Linked DNA regions of Mus musculus: region 1 is linked to region 2. A link is a contact called in public HiChIP or PLAC-seq data. All regions are on one chromosome and are shown on one strand. Each heading gives the region's core, a stretch centred on a gene start, on an enhancer-like site or on the middle of the called end of the contact. The rest is flanking DNA. Distances are from core to core; before and after follow the strand shown. Region 1 overlaps Dhrs9 (dehydrogenase/reductase (SDR family) member 9). Region 2 overlaps G6pc2 (glucose-6-phosphatase, catalytic, 2).

The links. HiChIP or PLAC-seq counts read pairs in DNA pulled down with a chosen protein or histone mark.
Region 1: a contact with region 2 is called in an H3K27ac HiChIP or PLAC-seq map of SST interneurons, with 7 times the contacts expected there. The contact joins two enhancer-like sites. A contact is called at or near these places in 1 of 39 promoter capture datasets (hippocampal neurons), 1 of 115 datasets of contacts at active chromatin or transcription factors (SST interneurons) and 2 of 9 other capture datasets (adipose tissue and pancreatic islet).

Annotation. Positions count from the first base shown.
Region 1 is chr2:69,398,639-69,404,777 of GRCm38.p6, reverse strand. Dhrs9 (dehydrogenase/reductase (SDR family) member 9) reads right to left here. Exons shown (of 5, transcript NM_175512.2): 5 at 1,692-3,544. The coding sequence ends at 3,321. All of the region lies in intron 1 of Gm36393 (a long non-coding RNA gene), which reads left to right. Among named protein-coding and RNA genes, the nearest start is that of Gm36393, 4.0 kb to the left of the region's middle. Within about 2 kb of position 2,262, at least 48 of the 459 cell types and tissues checked have an H3K27ac peak or open chromatin away from gene starts, as enhancers often do. A contact at or near this core is called in SST interneurons, where this site is marked.
Region 2 is chr2:69,226,050-69,232,379 of GRCm38.p6, reverse strand. G6pc2 (glucose-6-phosphatase, catalytic, 2) reads right to left here. Exons shown (of 5, transcript NM_021331.4): 5 at 4,387-5,812. The coding sequence ends at 5,301. Among named protein-coding and RNA genes, the nearest start is that of G6pc2, 9.3 kb to the right of the region's middle. Within about 2 kb of position 3,564, at least 6 of the 459 cell types and tissues checked have an H3K27ac peak or open chromatin away from gene starts, as enhancers often do. A contact at or near this core is called in SST interneurons, where this site is marked.

The sequences.
Region 1 (6,139 bases), core at 1,013-3,512, 170 kb before region 2:
AGTGACCTCCCCTTCTTCAGTAGTGTCAGGGCAGAAGAGTGTGATATCATGAATGTGTTCCATGAAATGTCCCTGAGACAGATGCTGGGTTATTCCTATCAAATCATTCAGATTTTTCCTGGCAGCAGCAATTTCCTGGCAGTTTCTTTGACTGCAGTGTAGTAGTGATAGAGGCTCTGAACTCATCTTGTATCTTTCCATTCTTCCAGTGCCTAGGTTAGCCCTAGCTACAGGGACCACGATAGACTGCCAATATTTTTTATTCAAAACAAAGAGCAAAACAAAACAGCAATAAGAGACTTGGTATTTGTGGCACCCCAATCTTTGGTGTCTTTCTTTTTGTTTGATCTTAAAAGCTAGAAGATTTTAACTCTTGGCTTTGGGTGAGGAGAGGAGAGTGAAGGTCATTGTTGAGGTTAACAAAGGGCACTCACAAACAAATCCCCTAAGCAAGTAACATTAAGCAAACATGATCGAAGATGACAAAGAAGAGAGGAAAGGGGAAAGGAAATTCAGAAATGTAGTTAGAAACCTTCAAAGATCTGCTAAGTGAGAAGAAATAGAATTTACAAAAACAAAAATGAGTGTATCTCTACATGTTTCTTAAAATTATATAACACTTGTACTTATGATCATTATTGAGTTGGCAAGACTGATGTCAAGTGGGTTAATAATGGTTTTTGCTTTTGTATAATCAGAATCGAGGGTTAGGAAGACTTCGAGAGCCTTGGATTCTTTATCATACAGCAGTATTCTGAGCATGGGCTTTGGAATGAGACTGCCTGGGTGAGACTTAGCCCAAGATGACGAGCACTCTAAAATACAGAAATTTACCGGAGTGGCTGAGTTTATCTCCCCAAGTCTAAAACGCACAGCTGATTGGCTGACGAAATGTAGTGAGGGTTAGATGAAGCTGTTCATGTAAGGCATAGCAACTGTAAGACTATGTCACAGGAAGCATCTGCTAATTCACCAGGTATATTATTTTTCCAGCTGTGACATACATACACACATACATACATACATACATACATACATGTATGTGTGTGTATATATGCACACACATGTAAATACATATATATGTATATACATATGTATATATACACACATGTATATAATATATATGTGTATACACACATATTATATATATGTGTGTGTATGTGTATTGTATATGTATGTATATATATATATATATACATACATACATACATATATATATATATATATATATATATATATATATATATATATATATGCATTGTCTGCTTTCTAACTCAGGTGCCACGATTTGGCATATACTCAAGTTGTAGCTGCCATGGAAGAAAAAAACCAGACTGAAGGCTGAGAGTAAACCTTTTGCTATGTGTGACTATTGTCCACAGTTTAGGGTACAGATCCATAGTGCAATCCTATCTGTCTCTATTTTCTCCAACAGAAGTGAAAAGGGTCAGTTTAGGGCAGGTGCTGACTGCCCTGAGTAGAAAATGACAGAAGGTTGTGATGTCCTTGCCTGATCCGTTTCAGGTTACATCCTGTATCCAGGCACCAAGTGGGGCTGCGGATCTGCATCTTTCTCAGGCTGGTATCCCTAAGGAGAGAGCTTGGAAATTGTTAAACTACAGACTGCAGCAATGCTCTGGCTAGGACAGTGCTTCCTAAACTAAGATGGAAACTACTACATTTTTCTTTTTAAAAATAAATCCTGAACTGGGGTGTGGTGTAGCTCAGTGGTGTAGCATGGGCCCATGCCCGAGATTCTGGATTTGAGCCTCCATGACAAAAAGAAGGGTGAAAGAAACCAGAGTTAGGGGCAAGTGTAACAGAACTGTCTCCTTTGGCAAGGATTCAGGAGGCCATCGCTTAGAGTAAAATCGATAGAAATCACCTGTAGGTAGCAGAGTTTTTCATTTTGCGAATGTTTGGCCATTTCTACATAAATGAGCCTGTGGTGTCTTATACCCCCGAGAACTACTGGGATGAATACTGTAGAGAAAGGCAAAACTTGAACATTTTTCTTAGCAGCTTCTTGGGAATTTTCTTCATTATGTACTAGGCTGAGCTACCCACAGATGGTTTAGGGTCTTGAAGATAGTTTAAATGGAAGAGATTCTCTTTCGTCTGGACAGTTTACATATGCAGCAGGCTCCTTCACAGTATCTCCGAACCAACAAGTGAAGAGCAGCCACCTTGTTCTGCTGAGCGAGCCTTCTCTGTGGGAAGGCTGATGGCGGAGCTACAGCTAAGAAGGAAGTACTCAGAGCTTAACAGAAGTGCAGCTGGCACACTGCTAACACAGATGCTGCAGCTGGCAAGCTTGCGCTCAATGGTAGACTGCATGACACTTAGTTTTTGATGGGAAGAAAGAGTAAGCGAATTGTAGCTACTTAAAGGGATAAGAATAATAGAAAGCATCTCAGGATGAGGCAAAACAGAGACAGAATTAGAAGGTTGAGCGATTGGATTAGCATGATTGGAAGATCAATAAAGGAATTCCCTTGGGATTCTGCAAATCTTGGTAGTCTTTGGACATCGGGAAAGTCAAAGGGCAGTAAGCAAGCCACAGAGTCTGAAGCCATGAGATGGAGCCAAGAACCTGGCCTTGTAATGAGGAGCAGCTGTAGCCAACAGAACTGGTGTGCTTCCGCTGTGATGCAGCTGACTGATGAAGGTACTGGTGAGGTACCTCTAGGGCTAGGACCAGATGCAGTGACTTCACGGTAACAGCAGTAGTGTGTCCTCTGTGTCCCTCTGGAGTATGAGGCTTGTATTGGCGTGTCCCCACCTTTCATTCCTTGTCTTTTTCTGCCCTTCTATTTCTTCCCTGTTTCTAACCGCCTCTCAGTTCATACCAGTGCTCTGCGTGGTAACACCTTTTATCTCTTTCTTGTTCTTATCAAAGCTTATCAGAATGTATTGAGTCTTCTTCTCTGCCAGATAACAGAGCCATTGGATCCACTTATTAAAGACTTCTTATCACTTAACATTTCAATAAGCGACAATGCTTAGCAATCTGGATTACTGAACCAGTCAGGGGCAGGTAGCAGCACACCTATTTTGGATGGAGAAGTCTTTCCATTTCTCTTTCATCTTACCAATCAGGTAAAGCTTCAGTATCTGGCAAGACTGGCTTATGAGATAGGCCTTCTCTGTCCTTATTTTCACAGAAGACTTAAGAAGAGACTATGGACTATCTTCTTTTAAAAACGGAAACCTGGTCTAAGTGAGTCCGAGTTGGGTCTGGTAAAGAATGAGATTGAGGTGCCAAGTCTCTGAAATCAGCCAATCTCGAAGCTGGGGGCAGGCATTTGTGGTTAGTTGAGTCACACAGCTTTGGGATTTGCCAGCTCTACTTTCTGTTTCAGCAATAAAAAGTCTTGTAAAACTGCTGGCATGTGAGACAGAGGTATCCAGAATGTCTTGGCATCTTTCCCAGCAATGTACCGAGTCTTGGGGAAGAGACTTGTTAGAGCGTGGTCCATGCACCCTACCACTAGAGAGAGGTCCAAGTTCACCGAGGAGGTATTGCTTTTCAGTCTGTGTAGACCTATAAAAAAGAGACAAAATATGTTCATTCTTGGGCAGAAAAGGAGAGTCAGAGTGGGAGGCTAGGGTGCAAACAGGAAGACACTAGTGACAGGGACTTTGTTTTGACTTTGCAATTATAATTGAGGCTCACTGGAATGGTTTTCCATTCTCCAGAAAAGGATGCTGCAATGTTTTCTTTAGGCCAGCTGATCTCATCTCAAACTTGGAAGGGCAGTAGAATCGCCTTACAAAGCTTGTTGAAATCCAGACTTCTGGGTTTTACATACAGAATTCCTGAGCCAGTAAGCATGATGTAAGTCTTAGCATATGCATTTTCCACAAGTTTTCAAGTGAAGCTATTGGTCTGAGGACTTTGAGGACTATTTCTCTAAAGGTAGTAGAGAGAGGATACTGTCGTGTCCATGGGGGCCTTTTCTCTAGGAAGTCATGACTTTGAATTCTAGTCTATTCTGAAGAGTACTGTGTTATAGAAAATACGATTATATACATGACCTTGTGTGTGCATACAAGGGTGGAGAGGGAACTTAGACACCTCACATCTCTCCCAGTTTTGTCCTGAACCAGAAGTTAAATAAATGTCTCTGGTTATTGGGCAAATAAAGTGCGTCATGACCTAAGATCCCACCAGAAAGTCAAATAATCTCACAAGGGGTTGGGGATGGATTCTTTAATAGAAAAGTGCTAGAAAGACTAGCCTTTCACAGGCAGGAGAAGGAAATTGGAACTTTATCTCATCCTGAATAGAAAAGTCAACTCAGAACAGATAAAAGACTTGAAAGTAGAACCTGGCACTATAAAACACAGAGTAAAAGCTTTCTGAAATTGGACCAAGCAGTAAGTTTTGGAGATGCTCCATAAAGCATAGACCACAAAAGCCAGAATTGATGGACAGGACTGCATCCGACTAACAACTTTCTGTGCATCAAAGGAAGCAGTTAAAAGAGCTAAGAGATAACTCATAGACTGGGAAAAATATTTGCAAACCATACATTTATAAGGGCTTAATAGCCAAAAAGAAATATAAAGGGATTTCCAACAACTTGATAGAAAAAAATTGAACAATCTGATCTTTGAAACATGAAAAGGAACCAGACAGACATTTCTCAAGAGGCCATTAAACAGGGCCAGTGGGTGTGTATGCGAATGTGTTAGTCACAGTGCACGAATTGCTCTAGTGCTCAAATTTAACCCATGGCAAGACATCATAGTGGACCATTAGAGTGGCGGGTGATGAGACAAAAGATGAGCAGTATTGACTGTGGTGCTGAGGGAAGAGATCCTGTACATGTAGTTGCTGAGAATGTAAACTAAAACAGAAACTGGTGTGAGGCTTCCTTGAAACATGCAAAATAGCACTACCCTATAATATCCACATGCTTTCAAACACACCTGAGCTGCGTCTTCTCAGAGGAAAAGCTACCATGTTAGATCGACAGCTCATAGTTGTTTAGGAAACCTAATAAGTGATGGTGATAGCTGTTAAGTGAAGTTGTTTAAAGAACATAGTAATGTCAATGGCTAGTTTAAATTATTGTTCAGCCTGAGAAAATGGAGAAAGGTGACTTTAGATTTATGGTCTGCATTGGGACTGTGAGTCTGGCTCATCTCTAAATTCTGACTCGGAAATATTTAATATAATACTTAATATTTAATATCACTATAAATTTGGGCTCAACGCTCAAGAAAATTCTGAATGTTTTCAACCCCAAGAAATGACAAATATTTGAGGAAAATCAATCCACCAGCCTCCTTGGTCTGTTTATCACTTGGTATTCTTATTATGCTATGCCTCATAAATATGTACAATTGTTATATGCCCAAACAGAAAAAAATTGCATGGAATCTTGTGATATAGCTATAGGTGCTTATCAGCTTCAACATCATCATTATCTCGTATAGGAAGCTCTTTTACAGGAGGAACTTTGTCTCTGAAGCGTTAAGTCTAACAGGGTTAAGTTCAGTCTGTTTCCTTTGACCTACACAAAACCTTTAGAGTCAGAGTGCAAGAAATGCAGCTTTTAATGGTGATGGCTCTAAGCTTACAGAGACACTCTTTGGAAAGTTTGTCAATCAGGCATTTTAGTTGAAATCATCAGGAGCCTTTTTTTTTTGCACGCACGCGTGTGTGTATGTGTGTGTGTGTATTATACTGAATGGCTGAGAATGTCTAATGTTTTGAAAACTTCCATACATGTTTCTGACTTGAATCTTGGGTCTCTGTTCAAACTGCTTATCTTGAACCTTGTCCTCGTGCTCTGTGTTACTGTAACTCAGGAAGAAGCAGAGCCACATTTTGGAGGGATGGTGTGATATGGAGGGAGGCAGGACCTTGTACCTCTAAAGGCAAGAACTCTGTGTTTGAGGAACGTCAAGTAAACATTACAGGTCCAGAAAAACTGGAGCTGGAGAAGAGTTCTCAGCCAGGAACTTTGTTCACTGCAAAAGTGTTCACTGCACTGCTTCTTTGGGATTCGAGTGCCCAAGAACGCACGGCACAGTTGTGCTGGTTCACATCTAGCTGTGCAATTTCAGCCATGTTACTGCTCTGCGTCTCTGCTTCTATAGAATGAAGAATATAATAACAGCTGCTCCA
Region 2 (6,330 bases), core at 2,315-4,814:
TCTTCCCTTTTATAGAGAAATGAACAACAGTTCCCCTTTAAGTCTTCCACCAAGAGGGTACTTCACAAGAACAAAAAAAAGGAGGAAATTGAGGAAGTGTTACAGTTTGAATCTAAAATGTCCCTGTAAGCTCAGTTTGTAGATTGGGTGTGTGTGTGTGTGGGGGGGGGGGGGGTTATAGAACTCTTAGAAGATGGGCCCTAGCTGGAGAAAGTGGATAATGGGGGGTGGGTTGGGATAAGCTTGAAGGTTATAACCAGGCCTCATTTGCTATCACCTTGCTGCTTCTTGACTCAAGTTCAGAGAACAAGTGGCTGTAGAGTGCTTAGATACAAATGGGACATCTACAGCAAGCTGCCCGTCCCCCACAGCTCAGGGGCCATCGAGGAGGAAGAGGTAGATAGACTCTAAGGTTCAGATGTTGATGAGGATTGGGACAAAAGCTGTTTGTTTCCTGGACATGGCATGACCACTGTATTCAAGAAGTCAAGCTGGTGTGGTTGTCTGTACATGATCAAGCCAGTCAACATCCTAGCATGGGGGAGAATTAGGTGTGGTTCACGGACTCCACCCACAACTGAGGAACTATGAACAGTTTATTGCTTTTAAGTGAAGAAAAGTCATTTTTCCTTTATGGCCGTGAACCACTAAGCAGGCTCCAATGGATGGCCCCACAATTAAGAGTAGAGGAGGAGCAGAAATTGGATTCACTCAATGAGTGTCGGAATTTGTTTTCTGTCACCGTGATAAACCGTTGACCAAAACCAGCTTGGGGCTGGAGGAGGATTTATGTGGCTTGCAGGTTATGGTCCATTATTGAGGGAAGCCAGGCAGAAGGTCAAGGTAGGTGAGGGTGGATCTGGAAGAGCTTAGGGGAAGAAGTGAATAAGATCAATGTGGTTTGAATGAGAATGGCCCCCCATAGGATTAACTTTGAATGCTTGGTCCAAAGTTGGGGGGATTGTTTGGGAAGGGTTAGGTGTGGCCTTGATGGTATATGATGAGGGTCAGCTTTGAAGTGTCCAAAGCCAATGGCATTCTCAGTTAGTGTTTTTTCTCTTCCCACCTCTCCCCCCCCCCATCTCTCACTGTCTCTCCATCTCTGCTTTGTCTCCCACCCCTCTGCCTCATGACTGTGGGATCAGATGGAACTTGTCAGCTGCTGTCTGGCCTGCTGCCATACTCTCCCCTGCGCCCCTGGCCCCCTTCCCCCACATAATGGCCACAGAGTCTCAGCCTCTGGAACTATGGGCCCGAAAATGAAAATGTTTTATAAGTTGCCTTGGTCATGCTATCTCTTCACAGCAAGAGAAAAATACCTTAAGCCTGAGGACCCTAATCCAGCAGAACTCCAGATGCCACATTTATTCATCTCCCTGCCTTGTCCTGGCTGCCTCTCTGAGGAAGCAACACAGTCTTTGAACTGAAGACAGATTCTCTTCAGAGATCACATGGCAAGATGTTGCAGGACAAAGAGAAAATACTAAGTTAAAAACTTGTAACAGAACAAGATTAATTGGTTTCACACTAACCTTTGTAGCTTCCCTCGTTGAGTTTTCTCCCTACTTTAGAGAGATCTCCTCTCTGCTGCATAAAGAAATGAGACGTGGTTTCTTTTAAATCGTTACTGTGATTTAGGACAGCAAAGACAGTAATTAGTACTCTTTACAAACCAGCCTCACATTCGACATAAACTGCACTTGTCTTTTGCAGAGCCCAAAATGAAGCATTTATTTTTAGAATTTTCTCATGAGTTGTGGTTTGCTTCTAGATCTTTCTACCATTCATGTTCCTTTAACGGAAACAGGGTGGGGACATTAAAATATTAACAGAGTAGCATAACCTGACCTTTATGGGGGAATCATCAGTTGATACATTAAAGATAAGGGAAACGTTAAGGATGGCTCTCTAGTTCCTAGGCAACATTAGATTCAGGTATTCATCTAAAAAAGCTATTTATGATTTACAAAGAGACAAAGGCCATCAGTGAGGGCAAAGTCTTCAAGGCAGCTGGATATGTGGAGAGCTTTTGTAACTAGTTTCTGAATGACCACAGAAGTGCTGCTATCAGACATACGTATATGCTAAATTGGGAAAACATGGTCAGTAAGTCTTCCAGTTATCCTGAGTACAGCCATGAATTGTGGGTAAAACACACAGTTTTGTTGCCACTAGATTTCCAAGACATGATGTAGGAAGGATGAACCCAGCCTCCTCAATTTGGAGCAGGAAAGCTGAGTTCAAGGAGACCGGTATGGCCAGAGCTCCCAGGGTGGAGTCAAGGAGACAGGATTTGCACTGATGGAAATATCTATTGAAAATGCCGCAAAGCCCAGTGATAACCTGCTATAGGCTCTCGGCCTCACCTACAGCAGTTTGAGATAGGAGACAGTATAAATTTTGTTTTGCTTTGTTTTCAAGAAAACAACAACAACAACACTGCAGGGTTGTACTTGTAAAACCCAGTTCTGCAGCCATTGGACACCTATTTAAGTTAATTAAGAATAAGTAACATTTGCCGGGCAATGGTGGCGCACATCTTTAATCCCAGCACTTAGGAGGCAGAGGCAGGAGGACTTCTGAGTTCAAGGTCAGCCTGGTCTACAAAGTGAGTTCCAGGACAGTCAGGGCTATACAGAGAAACCCTGTCTCAAAAAAAACAAAAACCAACCAAACAAAAAAAGAATAAGTAACATTTTATAATTCTCTTCTTTGGTTGTATTAGCTGCTGCCTTTTAAGAGCATAATGGTCAATACAGAACAAATATCTTTATCACTCCAAAGAGTTTAATTAAAAATTGCTGGAGAAAGTAGTTTGAATATATTTAATGAATTAAAATGTTTAAAATGTTTTTTATGTTAAAAATTTGGATCTGTAGTATTTTGAGCAATGCTCTTGGATTTCAAAAATGTCCTATAGCATTTCTGAGCTCTCTGTTACAGGGCCAAACCCACAGAGATGGCACCAACTCAGCCTTCTAAGGGAGAAGTTCAATTAATAGGCTGCCCAAAGGAAGGGACTCAACAGTCTTCCTGGTAGCTAGTTTTAAAAAGCAGTAATAAATTCCCCTGCGTTTCTTTTCAAATGCGGGTTTGATTGGAACAGCTTCCCAAGTCACTTGTCTAGATTTTATCATCCTGGCAGCTCATGATACTGGCATTTTTTTTCTCTTGAATATGCAGATGTGTAGACGCTTTGATTAGATTGATATCCGTAAGTCAAATGAGCTCATTTTGCTTATTTCTTGTGAATAAATTGGAAGCCGAAGTCTTCTCCATCATGATTTAAATCAGGCATTTTTCTCCAAGGCCATACAACACTGTTTCTCTTGCTGCCTAAGCAATTCCAATCACAAAAGCAAATTGCCTCCATGTGGATTCCTCCAGGAGACATCAGCGAGAGAGAAAGAAAAATCTCCTCACTAGGGACTCTGAGGCTTCATGGTAGACAGGGGTAGAGTTGTTGGAGATTAATTATTGAAAATACGCCGTGCCTCATCCCATTTCCCTTCTGAGGATCACATGCCATCTAACAGACAGCTGTGTGGAGTAGCTGAAGAAAGCTCCTCGATGGGCGGGAAGCTACAGGGAGTGTGTGGCAGAGCCGGGCACAGCAACAGAATCTCCTAGCTATTGATGGCACAGCCCCCTCAGTCCCAGCCCAGGCAAAAGCAGGCTCAGAATGTACTGGGATAGAGGATTCAAGATTATTGACTCCACAGGAAGTTTTGAAAAAAGGCTCAGAGGGAAGCAGGCCTCTTACATTTGCAGATGGGACTGGGCAGAAAGAACACAATGTGCTGAGAACTACGGAAGCCTTATGGGGACAATGGCAAAGAGCACTGAAGAAATGAACAAGAATCATCCTGTTCTATTTCTTTTGCTCCAGTGCTCCAACAAACATGGGATAGATTTATTCTGAAGTAAAAGCTTTTTTTTTTTTCACCCTGTTTTGTTTTGCTTAGGGAATCCATTGCCTGTTAAAAAAGAGAACCTTAGTTAAAGTGTCTTGGAAAAGCAATAGTTCATTTTCTATAATTACACTTGGAAAGCTGCCAATAATTAGCTGTTAGATATATTATTTTCCATGACTACTATCAAATAGCCTTTCCTTCAACTGGTGTGTTTTCATACACATTGATGACCTATTTAATCGATCATCACCTAAAAGCAGCTAACTCATCAATAGTATTCTTGAGAAGTTACCTACGGCATTGCAGTAGATCACAGGCCAATCAGACTCATGATCTTTGAACTTGATCAGAAAGACACAGTTATCAAATGAGTCTAGAATTTCAATGAGGGAAGGAAAAAACCAATCTCACTGAGAAGTTGGTGTATATTAATAGCCCATAAATAACACTTTTCTGAAGTAAAGCACAGAGATTAGTCCGATGCACTAGTATTTAATCATTTTTTTCTGAGGTAGAAGAATTTGATTATCCTCATTTTTGACAGACTTGACTCTTAGAAGTAAAACATGGGGATGCCCCAGTGAAGAGATGAGGCTTTTCTGGTGAACAGTAATCCAGTGGGTTGTTTTCAGCAGCGTTTATTGAAATATATACAGCCATTGCTAGCCTGGAAAAGACACTGTACTCTGAGCATAAGTCAAGCAGAATGTAGCATTCCAATGCCATTTCTGAAAACATGGGTGTTTTAGATGGCAAACATAGATTTTAAATACATGCATTTGCTCTTTTTTTTTAACTCCCTAAAAAGAAAGAAAGAAAGCATTCTTATAGAGATATATGTATCAGAAGCCTTGTGTTCCAACTCTGGTTTCAACCCTGCACTATTACAGTCAAGTTACTTGATCTGAACAAACCTCTATTTCCTTATCTGATACATGAGAATTTTGAAAGAATTGACTCCTAAAAGTAAAAGTAGACCGTGGTCACTTCTAAGTGGTCCACAGGAGCCTGAAGTAGCCAGACTTTAAGATGATAGAAACATCAGCTCCTGGGGGTTTTGTTGACTGCTAAATACTATGATTAGAAGGAGTCTTTCTGCTAACTGGAATGTAAGCATCCAGCCCCTGTCAACTGTCTTTACATGGGTTATACCATCTCTCATATGTTACCGTATTGTCAGTTTTGTCAAGAAAATATGGACTTTCTGGTTAAATACTGTTATTTTTTAAATGCCACTTGGAAAGCAGACTAAACATGTCTGTGGGTGGAGCAGGACCTTTGGTCATCATGGTGTGACCTCTGTAGAGACGCTCCCAGTCTCTGTGCTGTGGCTCTATTGAGGAAAACAGAAAGTAGGTGATCCTCAGACCACAGGGCACTGCAGCTCTATTTAGTCTTCTTGTCACCGGGTCTCATTAACATATGTACACAGTAGGGAATTAGAGCCACCACCATCAGGGGGATGGACGCACTTTTACAGAAAGACAACAGGTAAAATAAAGGTTCCGCGTGAGTCGGGATCTTGATGAAGCGATAAAGTTGCATTGTGGTCAGTGAGGTCAGAGCACAGAGCAAGCGGAAGCTCGGCTTGGTGCCATTTTCTCCCTGGCAGCTCCGAAGGAACATTTCTGAGTTGATGGCGAAACCCAAGCCAAAGAGGACCCCGAGGTTTCTCACGAGTCCAGCAAAAGGCGTGCTGTCAATGTGGATCCAGTCTGGGTTGGCACACCACTTTTTGGCGATGGGCACGGACCACAGCAGGTCAATACCGAACAGTCGGAGAAGCAGGTAAAAGCCGAGGGCAAACAGGAAGAGGAAGACGTTGGTCTTCAGGTACACACTCAAGCTGGCCATGTGGACTCCTGGAGTGTGTTCAAAGGCCTCGGCTACTAGCATCCCTGGGGATTGGAAAGAGATACTGACATGAGCTTGTGACCCTGAGCCCTTCAGAAACCCCTCCTCTCTGCACCTGGGAGGGTTTAAGACACCCAGGTTCTAACAATTTCCTAAAGTGTTTTAAGACATAAACTGAAAACAGATTAGTCCCATAGTCTTTCAACTACCTACACTGGCCAAGAAGGATAAATCAAAAGTCAGAAACACTGAGTGACAACTCATTTTGCAGGCAAAACACTAAGCAATACAAAGCTGCCACCTGGTGAGGTTAAGCCATGCGTGCAATAAGAACTTAGCTGCAACCGAGTGTCTTGGCTGTGGGTTTGGGGTCCTTATGAGGTCCCCCAAAAGAAGGTGGAGGCACATGATGGTTTGGATGACCACTTCAGTTACACCTCAGAAAAGCTCATCTCGTCACACAGTTCTCCATTTGCACCACTGAGAGAGACTGTGTCATCCTGTGCACAGAGGCTCGTGAGAAAGGTCTTATTAAATCACCGAAGCCCCCAGGGTAGCATTT